Regions from separate parts of the Mus musculus genome. Here regions 1 and 2 are each linked to region 3. The links are chromatin contacts, called in public promoter capture Hi-C maps. All regions are on one chromosome and are shown on one strand. The core of a region is the stretch at or near the end of the contact, and the rest is flanking DNA. Distances in the headings are between cores, read along the strand shown. Region 1 holds the start of Nemp2 (nuclear envelope integral membrane protein 2). Region 2 overlaps Hecw2 (HECT, C2 and WW domain containing E3 ubiquitin protein ligase 2). Region 3 holds the start of Ormdl1 (ORM1-like 1 (S. cerevisiae)).

What was found. Promoter capture Hi-C pulls out the DNA fragments that hold promoters and counts their contacts.
Region 1: a promoter capture Hi-C map of pre-B cells shows a contact between it and region 3, with 4 times the contacts expected there. The contact joins the promoter of Nemp2 here to the promoter of Ormdl1 in region 3. A contact is called at or near these places in 6 of 39 promoter capture datasets (the C10 cell line, cranial neural crest, embryonic stem cells and 3 more), 2 of 484 Hi-C or Micro-C datasets (embryonic stem cells and pre-B cells), 4 of 115 datasets of contacts at active chromatin or transcription factors (astrocytes, effector CD8 T cells, forebrain and 1 more) and 1 of 9 other capture datasets (adipose tissue).
Region 2: a promoter capture Hi-C map of pre-B cells shows a contact between it and region 3, with 2.9 times the contacts expected there. The contact joins the enhancer-like site here to the promoter of Ormdl1 in region 3. A contact is called at or near these places in 7 of 39 promoter capture datasets (the 3T3-L1 cell line, the C10 cell line, embryonic stem cells and 4 more), 2 of 115 datasets of contacts at active chromatin or transcription factors (astrocytes and large pre-B cells) and 2 of 9 other capture datasets (embryonic stem cells and macrophages).

What each region holds. Positions count from the first base shown.
Region 1 is chr1:52,629,420-52,632,270 of GRCm38.p6, forward strand. It overlaps Nemp2 (nuclear envelope integral membrane protein 2), which reads left to right and starts at 1,286. Exons shown (of 9, transcript NM_001142647.1): 1 at 1,286-1,432. The coding sequence starts at 1,339.
Region 2 is chr1:53,904,831-53,907,794 of GRCm38.p6, forward strand. All of the region lies in intron 13 of Hecw2 (HECT, C2 and WW domain containing E3 ubiquitin protein ligase 2), which reads right to left. Among named protein-coding and RNA genes, the nearest start is that of Mir7681, 57 kb to the left of the region's middle. Within about 2 kb of position 1,546, at least 39 of the 459 cell types and tissues checked have an H3K27ac peak or open chromatin away from gene starts, as enhancers often do. A contact at or near this core is called in pre-B cells, where this site is marked.
Region 3 is chr1:53,295,546-53,298,476 of GRCm38.p6, forward strand. It overlaps Ormdl1 (ORM1-like 1 (S. cerevisiae)), which reads left to right and starts at 1,550. Exons shown (of 4, transcript NM_145517.4): 1 at 1,550-1,643. Pms1 (PMS1 homolog 1, mismatch repair system component) reads right to left here and starts at 1,483. Exons shown (of 13, transcript NM_153556.2): 1 at 1,341-1,483.

The sequences.
Region 1 (2,851 bases), core at 36-2,535, 670 kb before region 3:
TCTTTCCTATTTAGACCATTAAAAAAAATTGAAGCTGAGTTATTAAAAAAAAAAGATTTCTATTATATCGAGCTTAGTGCTGTTAGTGGAAGACTGGAATTAGAGAAAAGAACACAACTTCTTACTCTAGCTTTGTGTGTGTGGTGGGGCAGGGATGGGGATCAGAGGAAGGTTAAATTAGGTCTCATGTAGCCAGACTAGCCTTGGATCCCCTATGCCACTTAGGCTCACCTTACCCATCATTAACTCTGTTTCTCAAATGGTGGGATTACAGTCCACTACCACCACACTCTTCTGCCCTACTTCAAGTATGAAATAGTAAGTCACACTGAAAGGTTTCCAGAGACCAAAGAAGGCTTGCTCTTAACACAGAATTATCCTGATCATCAATAAACCATAGGGCTCAGAAACTGTGAGTCTCTTTCTAGGACAGACTATTCTCTTGTGGTTGGTGGTGGCTTTCTCTGCTCCCCAGAGTGGTTTACTGTGCAGCATTCCAGTTTCTTGGAGTCTTCTGTCTCAATAGGCTGACTTTAGAGAGCTATCATCTCTGCCAGGTTGGTTATGTTTAGAACACTCACTATATCTTTGAATTTTTAAAAATACAATCTCATTTTTAAAAGAAGGCTTATTTTTTAATTTAAGTGTATGGGTGTTTAGCTTGTGTGTATGTCTGTGTACCATATGTCTGCAGAATTCAGAAGAGGGCAGTTGATTCCATGAAACTGTAGTTACATATGTTTGGGGCTGCTGCCATGTGCACGCTGGGAAACATGGGTTCTCTGGAAGAGCGATAAGTGTTCCTAAGCACTGGACCATCTCTCCAGCCTCCAGATCTCTATTAAAGTAACACTTTATTAATAGTGAACTTATATAACCCTTTTGGGTTTTTTTTTTTTTTTTGAAAGATACTGTGTTCATGAGCTTAGACACAAATTATTTAAGCACCAAATTTCTCAACTTGTTGCTTAAAAAAAAAAAAAGGAAGAGGTGAAAGGAGGGACAAACAAACAAACAAGTCAGGCTTTTGTCTAAGTGGGGCTTGCTGGTCTTATTTCTGAGAGGGTGCATGTGAAGAGCCTGCCTTTCTGAGTGGCCCGCACCAGTGCTCTGAGAACCCTGCGCGGGGCTCCGGCGTGTTTTAAACTGCCCGCCAACTCTGCAAGCTGGCCCAGGAGCAAGAATCGGGAAGGCAGGTGATCGCCCCCTGGAGGCCACTGGGAGAGCCGCTCGGCGGACCGCGGAAGGGCGGGGCCGCAGCCGGCTCCGCCCCTGCAATCCCCTCCCTCCGCTTTCCCGCTCTTGGTCCGCTGCGCCACTTCCGCCGCTCTGGCCGCGATGCTGCCTAGGTTGTGGTGGCTGGTGCTCTGGCTGCAGCCCCTGGCTACACTGCCAGCGAGCGCGGTGCACGACGAGGAGGCAGCGATGTCAGGTAACCCCGGCTCCGGGCGGGGGGGCCTCCTTTCGGCGCCGCAGGGTCACGCGCGGCCGCGGCCAGGCCCCGCCCCTGTCTGCGGGCATCGGATACTTCAGTGTTTTGGTTTGTTCAGGATCACACCGCTGGACAACCGCACAGCTGGCCCTTTGTCTGCAGTTTATGTCTGAAACCTTATTTTATCTGTCTTCAGAAATCTCAGGAAACTCAAGGCTAGAGAAGGATAGAAGCTTCAGAAAGGAACCGAAATTCTGTTTCTGATTGGCTGCTGTGACCTGGGTAGCTGGTCATATGCAAAATACTGCTGATGCTCCAGCATTGAACCAGGTGCACAGGAAGTCTCAGTGAGCTACTCAGACTGTTTGGGGTGCTTAAGATTCTGGCTCAGAAAGCTGTAGCAGCAAAACGCAGTCTCCACGAGTTTAACATTTATTTCTACCATTCACTACATCCTTCAAAAGATTGCTTGTTTGTATTCTTCATTACATGGTCACTTACAGACTCAAGGGAGGCTGTCAAGATACAGACTTTCAATTGGATAATATTCCGACACCGACAAAGTTAGTAGGGTGTCTAAGACTGAAAGAGAGAATGGATGTTCAGTAAGCAGTTATTAGCTTCTGTCACACCTTGTGCCCATACTGGTATCTTGCAGTGAGTTACACCTTAGGGGACGGTCTGTGGTCAGCTTTTCATTGAACAGGAATGTGTTAATTAACTATTTTGTGCTATGCAGGGCTGATTTGCTCTAACTGCATTGTCTTATACTGATTATTCATATATGCCCATTTTACATGCTAGAGAACAAAGAATTGGTAGTAAATATAATAGGTACTTGTGAAAATATAAAACAGTTTGAGGAGGAGGGCTCCTGGGCGTGGCAGCAGAGGGGTAGAAGTAGTTATATAGATTCAGAATCTTGGGCTCTAGTGCAGTTGTTGATTTAACCTGTAGGTGTCGTATTCTCCAGGGCACACAGGTATTATTTCTGCTCCTTTTATTTGCTTCAAGGAACTCAGTTTTTCAAGTTTTGCTGCTGTATGGGTCACCATATAGCCCTAGCAGATCTGGAGATTTTTACATAGACCAGGCTGGCCTTGGCTGTACAACATTCCTGCCTCTACCTCCCAGGTGAAGGGTTTTCAGAGCTGTACTGTTGCGCCTAGCTTAATAGTCCTCAGTTGTGTTAAAGACGCATGTAAATGTTCACCAGGACTTTCTTTCTGAGAAGTGTAAGATACCCAGGAGATGATAAAATTCCAGTTCACAGCTGAAAAGAAAATGGCAACTTCTGTCTTGCCATTCCAGATATTCCTTACGTTCACATAGGAGGGGATCACTGTCCTGCAGTGTTGAGTGACACCTTGGGAACCCTTGGTTGGCTAGGTCTAAGAACTGCTGCTACTGTAAAAGCTA
Region 2 (2,964 bases), core at 296-2,795, 610 kb after region 3:
AGGGTCAGCTAGTCTAGAAGCATAGCGATATGGTCCAAGCTATATGGAAAATGTTTGCTCTCTGTCTGAACTTCAGAAGCACACACACTACCAAAGCGTGTTGCTCTCACTGTCAGTCATGTCCATGGAGACTACAGAAGACAGAGATACTCAATTCAAGATCCCTGGTGGGGCAGACACTCAGGGAAGGGGAATATGGTTAGAATAGCTCAGAGATCATACCCCCACTGTTTTGTTTTGGTGTTGCCCCCCCCCACCTTGCTGACACACACACACAGCTGCATTTATTAAAATACCACTCTACCACAACCAACAAAAGGAAAAAAAGACCGTCTTGTCATAGACTACAGTTTCAACTCATTATCAAAGTCTGCAAAGACTGCTTATATCACAGACTTTCCACATACTGGTTATTCAACAAATTCATGGGCTAATTCATGTGCTAGGCAGCAGACAGGGAACACCTCTATGGGATCTATGTTCTTGAGTCAGCAGGAAGATGCTATCCAGGAAACTGACTAGGCTAGGAATGATCCACCCTGGAAATCTATCCTTCGGGGACAGAGTGAAAGGGCTTCCAGGTCCCCTTATCTTCAGCATCTCAGAGGTACTAGGAATGATTGAGTCTGTGGAGGTTCTTTGGGCTTTTCTTCATGGGCTTTGCTATTTCTTCCAGTCTAAGACAGTCCAGAGTAACCCCCAAAGACATCAGAGTACCTGGAAACTGTGTCAATGTAATAAGCATTTACTGTCTATGCTGTGTCCAGTATTATGTAGCTATTAGTTCAAAAGATGAATACATGTGACAGCCACCTATCTCTCCAGGGTCCCTCAGTGTCGTCACATTCAGCTCACAGAATTTATGAGCCATTGAGAATCCCTGTGTAGTTTTCTTCCCTTTGGTGTAGAAAGAACAGAAACTGGGTACTCTCAAGCCTGGCTAGTGAGTGTTTTGGGATACAGAGAACCCTAACAACCCAATCTCGAAAGAGAAGTAACCCTTTGTTAGCTTAAGTCACTGGCATGTGTTAGCTCCTTCTTCGTGTGCAACATGTGTTCTCAGTAGCTCCTTGTCATAAATAGATTTTGCTTTGCCTTTAAAATATTTTCCCTGTCAAAGCACATAGAAGGAGAAAGAATGGGAAGGAGGGAGGGAAGAGAGGGAAGGGAGGAGGGAGGGAAAATGAAGGAAAGGGGGAGGGAGAGAGAAAGGGAGGGAGTGTGATTATCTCTAATGAACAATCTCCAATCTTAGTTCCTTAAACTGGAGTCTCAAATACCTTGAAGTATTTCAACCCTCTAGTCTAAATGAGAATTGTTTTTGATGGCTAGAAGCAGTTATATGGTCTAGAGCCTCAGTACTGCAAAGCAGGCAGGACTCAGGGGACACAAGAACATGGGGGAACAATATCATGGAAACAGGGAAGACTAACAAAATTCTCTGGGGGTTGCCATCGAGAAACTTGGGCTAGCTAACAGTTTATCCTGTGGTTACCCCTGCTTTGAAGTTTTCACTGCCACTGGCAAGCTCTCACTTCCTGCACTGGCTCTGCGCTCCTCATGTTTGCACACGAACATGCAAGCTTCAATGCCAGAGACCACACCAGTCTGTGTGGCTATGGCAAAGAGTTTTCAAGTTGTACTCTCTAACAAGGCTCTCAGGGAACAAACTTGCATGATGATTGTGTTGAAGAGACCATTCACTGGCCCTTGTTCTAAGTGGGTGTGCCAAGCAGTCAGGGCACAGTGATTCCTAATCTAGTGCACCAAGCACAGTCCTCCCATCTACTAAGGAGAGGCAGCAGAACTCCAGGAGAGCAGGACGAGGCAGTTAGGGTCAGGAGCCCATGCCAGCCTTGGGCTTGATGTAATTCCCTGTGGATGGACAGCTCCTTAAGCGTGGGAATCTTACCTGGGTCTTATAATTAATTATATCCTTTTATCTTCCTCCTCTCCACTCAGTGAGACACATAACACAGTGCCAGGTTTGACTGGTCTTGGAAAAAACATCTATCAAAGTAAATTAAGTGTAAGAAGTATTTTCTCCTCATTAGTAAGTAGTAAACAACCATTAGATTCACAGCCTTTTCAAGTCTATGAAAAAAACACTCATATGACTGTCAGGGTCTAAAGAAAACACTACATTTTCATAAATAAAGTATTTTGAACAAGCATATATGTAAACATATAGCACATACAGTGTTGTGTGTATATATGTATATATACACACATATACAATGTATAATGTGTATGTATGTATATAGAGTTATAGATACAGCTAAAGCTTAAACGGATATTTGTATTCCAGTTTACATAAAATTATGTTGTTATAGCTGCAACGACAAAAACACTTAATCTCGTTTGCCTCAATTTGGTCAACTGTGAGAAGGACTAATAATAAGCCTTCTAATTTTTTCATAACACAGTAAGACTCAAAACCAGTAGAATAAAGATTAAGAAATTGCTTTGAAGAGGTAAAGGCCATTATGAAATATATGATATATGTAATTAAAAGGCTGTATGGGGGATTCTCCCAATCTAGCTATGTTAGAACAGACAAATATAGTAGTAAAACTATTTTCTACTTTCAGCCTTTGAAGCTTGTGGGCTGGCTGCCCACTTTCTATTAACTGAGGGGGTCTCATTACCTGTCATTAACTATGTGCTAAGTTTTGCCTGTGTGAAACTCTGAGGACACACAGACCAGAGCACTCAAAAGCAGGAAGATGGTCCATTAGAGGGAGAATAACAAAAGTCACAAGGGCGAAGAACATGCTAGAACAAACTGGCAGAGGAAGCAAAGAGACACTATGCAAGTGGGTTCCGACTGACCGAGTGGGCCTTAGTGGTGTGGTGTGTGTGTGTGTGTGTGTGTGTGTGTGTGTGTGTGTGTGACTCTGGCAAGGCCCTGCTTTAAGACAAAAGAGGGCTCCTCATTTCCCCTCTGGGGGTTAGTGGTTCTAG
Region 3 (2,931 bases), core at 300-2,799:
TTCCTGAGTTTCTTAGAGCATTCTTCCTAATACCACTTCTGGTCAGCCCCTTAGTATTTCTCCTCTGAACGACTCCAATAACTACCAAATTGATATATGGATTTAAATATTTGTAAGTTGTTTCTATAATTAAAGTATCTTTGCTATCCTACTTTAAATTTTTAAGATTTTTCAACTGCTAAGTATGTTAAGTCCAAATTCCCTACTACCCTATCTCTCTAATTTCATCCCATTTTCCAAATGTACACACAGTACTAATCTGGTCACACTACAATGTGGCTCTCTTTACCTAGATGTGGTAGGATTTCCTGGGCCACATGACATTTTTCTGGGATGTCTTGTGTCAGTTCCCAAAACTCTTTTTCCATATTCCAATCTCCCAAGAGATTAGGCATCCCTTCGTTTTTTTAATTCAAACTCATAAATGGCTATTTTATTTATCTGTCCCTTCCTCTCTGGCTCATATTGCTTTGAGGGCAGTGAATGTATATTGAAAACATATTCAGGAATGTGGCATATTATTAAGGGGTGTGCACTTAAAGACCTCCTCTGAAAAGCCAGAGGGTTGATGTTCCAGCACACAACACATGGAGTGTGGGAAAAGAATTCATACCTAGTGAGGACAATCCTACTGTTGGAACAGTCCTAGTGTTAGAAAAGAAGTCATGTTTACTGAAGCCAATCAACAGTCCTGGAAGTATGCTGTGATCAGAAAGAGAAACTGATCTACAAAAGCAAAAAGATTAGAGAGCTTGGATTTTAGGGAGAAAACAGCAAATTTTACAACAGAATAAATCCAACCCAACCATCACACAGAACCAACACAAATAAAAGATACCTACACACACACACACACACACACACACACACACACGCACGCAAGCATTCTGTCAACTTTAAAATGTTTTTCAGAGTTATTTCTGAAATAAAACTCACAAAGTTTTATAAATACAAATCACCAAGGTTAAAAAAAAAAAAGTACTTTCAAAGATGATTTAGAAAGAGAATGGATTAATCAAATCTTTTTTTCCTCCCCTTCCTCATAGAGATGAACTTCTGGTATTCACATCTCTTCAGGATGTACACTGTCTTCATTGGGAATAACCACAAATTAATACCTTTTTGTGTGAGACAACGCACAGTGCTACAAGCCGCTACACTCTCTAGCAAGACAAAACTTTCCCACCTTGAACCCCAAGGGTCTGAGCTCCAACTACTGCCGAGCCAGCCCAGAGGCTTGAAACGCGTGCGCGCGAGCCCCGCAAATCCGCACCTAGCCCCGGGAGGCGCCTTCAGCCTCCCCGAGCATCACCGGGCACGCTCGTTCGCGGTGACACTACCTTCTAGCGCGCATTCACCACCCACAGCGGCAAGCACTCAGCAAACCCTGAGTTGCACGGCCTACTTCGCTGGACGTCCTTCGGACCGAAGCACGGCTGCGCTCAGCAGGACCCGCGCTCGCGCTCCTCTAAGGCCCGCCCACAGCAGGAAGTGGGATTGGCGCGGCTGGCAGCCAATCGGCTGCTCGCTAGAGCAGCTTGGCAGCCTTCCGGAAGCGGTGGGGCGCACCAGTAGCTCTAGCCAGAGGACCTACTGTGGCTGCCGCGGGAATTGTCCTGTGACCAGCCAGGAGCTGGCGGCCGGTAAGCTCGAAGGCTTCCTAGAGCTGCGGCACGGCCCAGAAGGCCTGCGGCAGAGCAGGTTCCTGCTGCCTCCGGGGCTCGCGCTGTGCACCCTAGGTGTCCGCAGGTGGTCGGCGCGCCGCGGAAGTGCAGCCGCGACTGGGGCGGTGGGTGTGCGCGGGCGGGGAGGGCCGGGTAGCGAAGCCTTTGCGGCACAACCTGCTGAGAAAGGGTTTCTAATCTAGCATAGGTGGCAATGTGAGGCTCTTTCCAGCGGGTTTGGGTTTTTAATTTTTTACGTTGTGTGGGATGTTCGAACTATTAAGCTTTAAAAGTGCATTATAGGTACTTGGTTATTATAGAAGCAAAATTTACGCGAGACTCTCCCTTAGTGTAACTTTCATCACTGCCTGTTCCATACATCTTGAGAAGCCGAAAGAACATTACACTCCAGAAACACTTGCGTAGCCGGGTGAAATTCCTTTCTTCAAACACTGCAATAGAAAGGATTTTAGGTATCTTTGAATAGAAGCTGAAATGTATTCTAGCGCATTTCCTTCTCTCAGACAACACCCATTTCAGTTTGATTGTAACAAAGTAAACTCTTAGGCCCCCCCAAAACTGTATGCTCACGACAATTGAGTACTAATACTAGAAATACTAATACTTAGTGTTTCTTCCTGAACATAAAAGGAGTAAGCGGGTGGGTGGGGGCGCGCGGAGGTAAATAAATAAATAAGTAGAGAGTTTGGCTAAAGAAATATTGAGAAAGATTCATGACTTTAACCTAGTTGTGGTACAAATTTGAACCCCTAACCCTATAAATTTTTCATTTTACATCAACAGCTTGTTATTTCTAGGTTCACTATTCAAATGGGGGCACACAGCCAGGCATTAGTGGCTTATACACTTGTAATCCCTCTACTCTACAGGAGGATACCTGTGAAAATGAGGACAGCCTGACCAACCTATACAGTGAAACCTTGTTTCAAGAGAGAGGGAGATCAAAGCAAAATGCTTTTGACCTCTGACTATGGCTAAAATGTTCCATTACATGTTAGCATCTTGCCACTCAGACTGGTTGAGCCAGTTCTGTCCCCCCACCCCCACACACACACATCTTTTTAAAATACTATTTTATTGGTGATTATTATATTTGACAAAACTAGCTCCACAGAGAAATAAAAGTAGTATGCGGAAAGCTCATAAAAGAAAACAAAAAGATGACCTGAAAATACAAAATGGGCTAGACTGCCACGGGAAGGGGAGTGGAGAGAGCAGGAGAGGGGATACACTAGAAACATGGTAT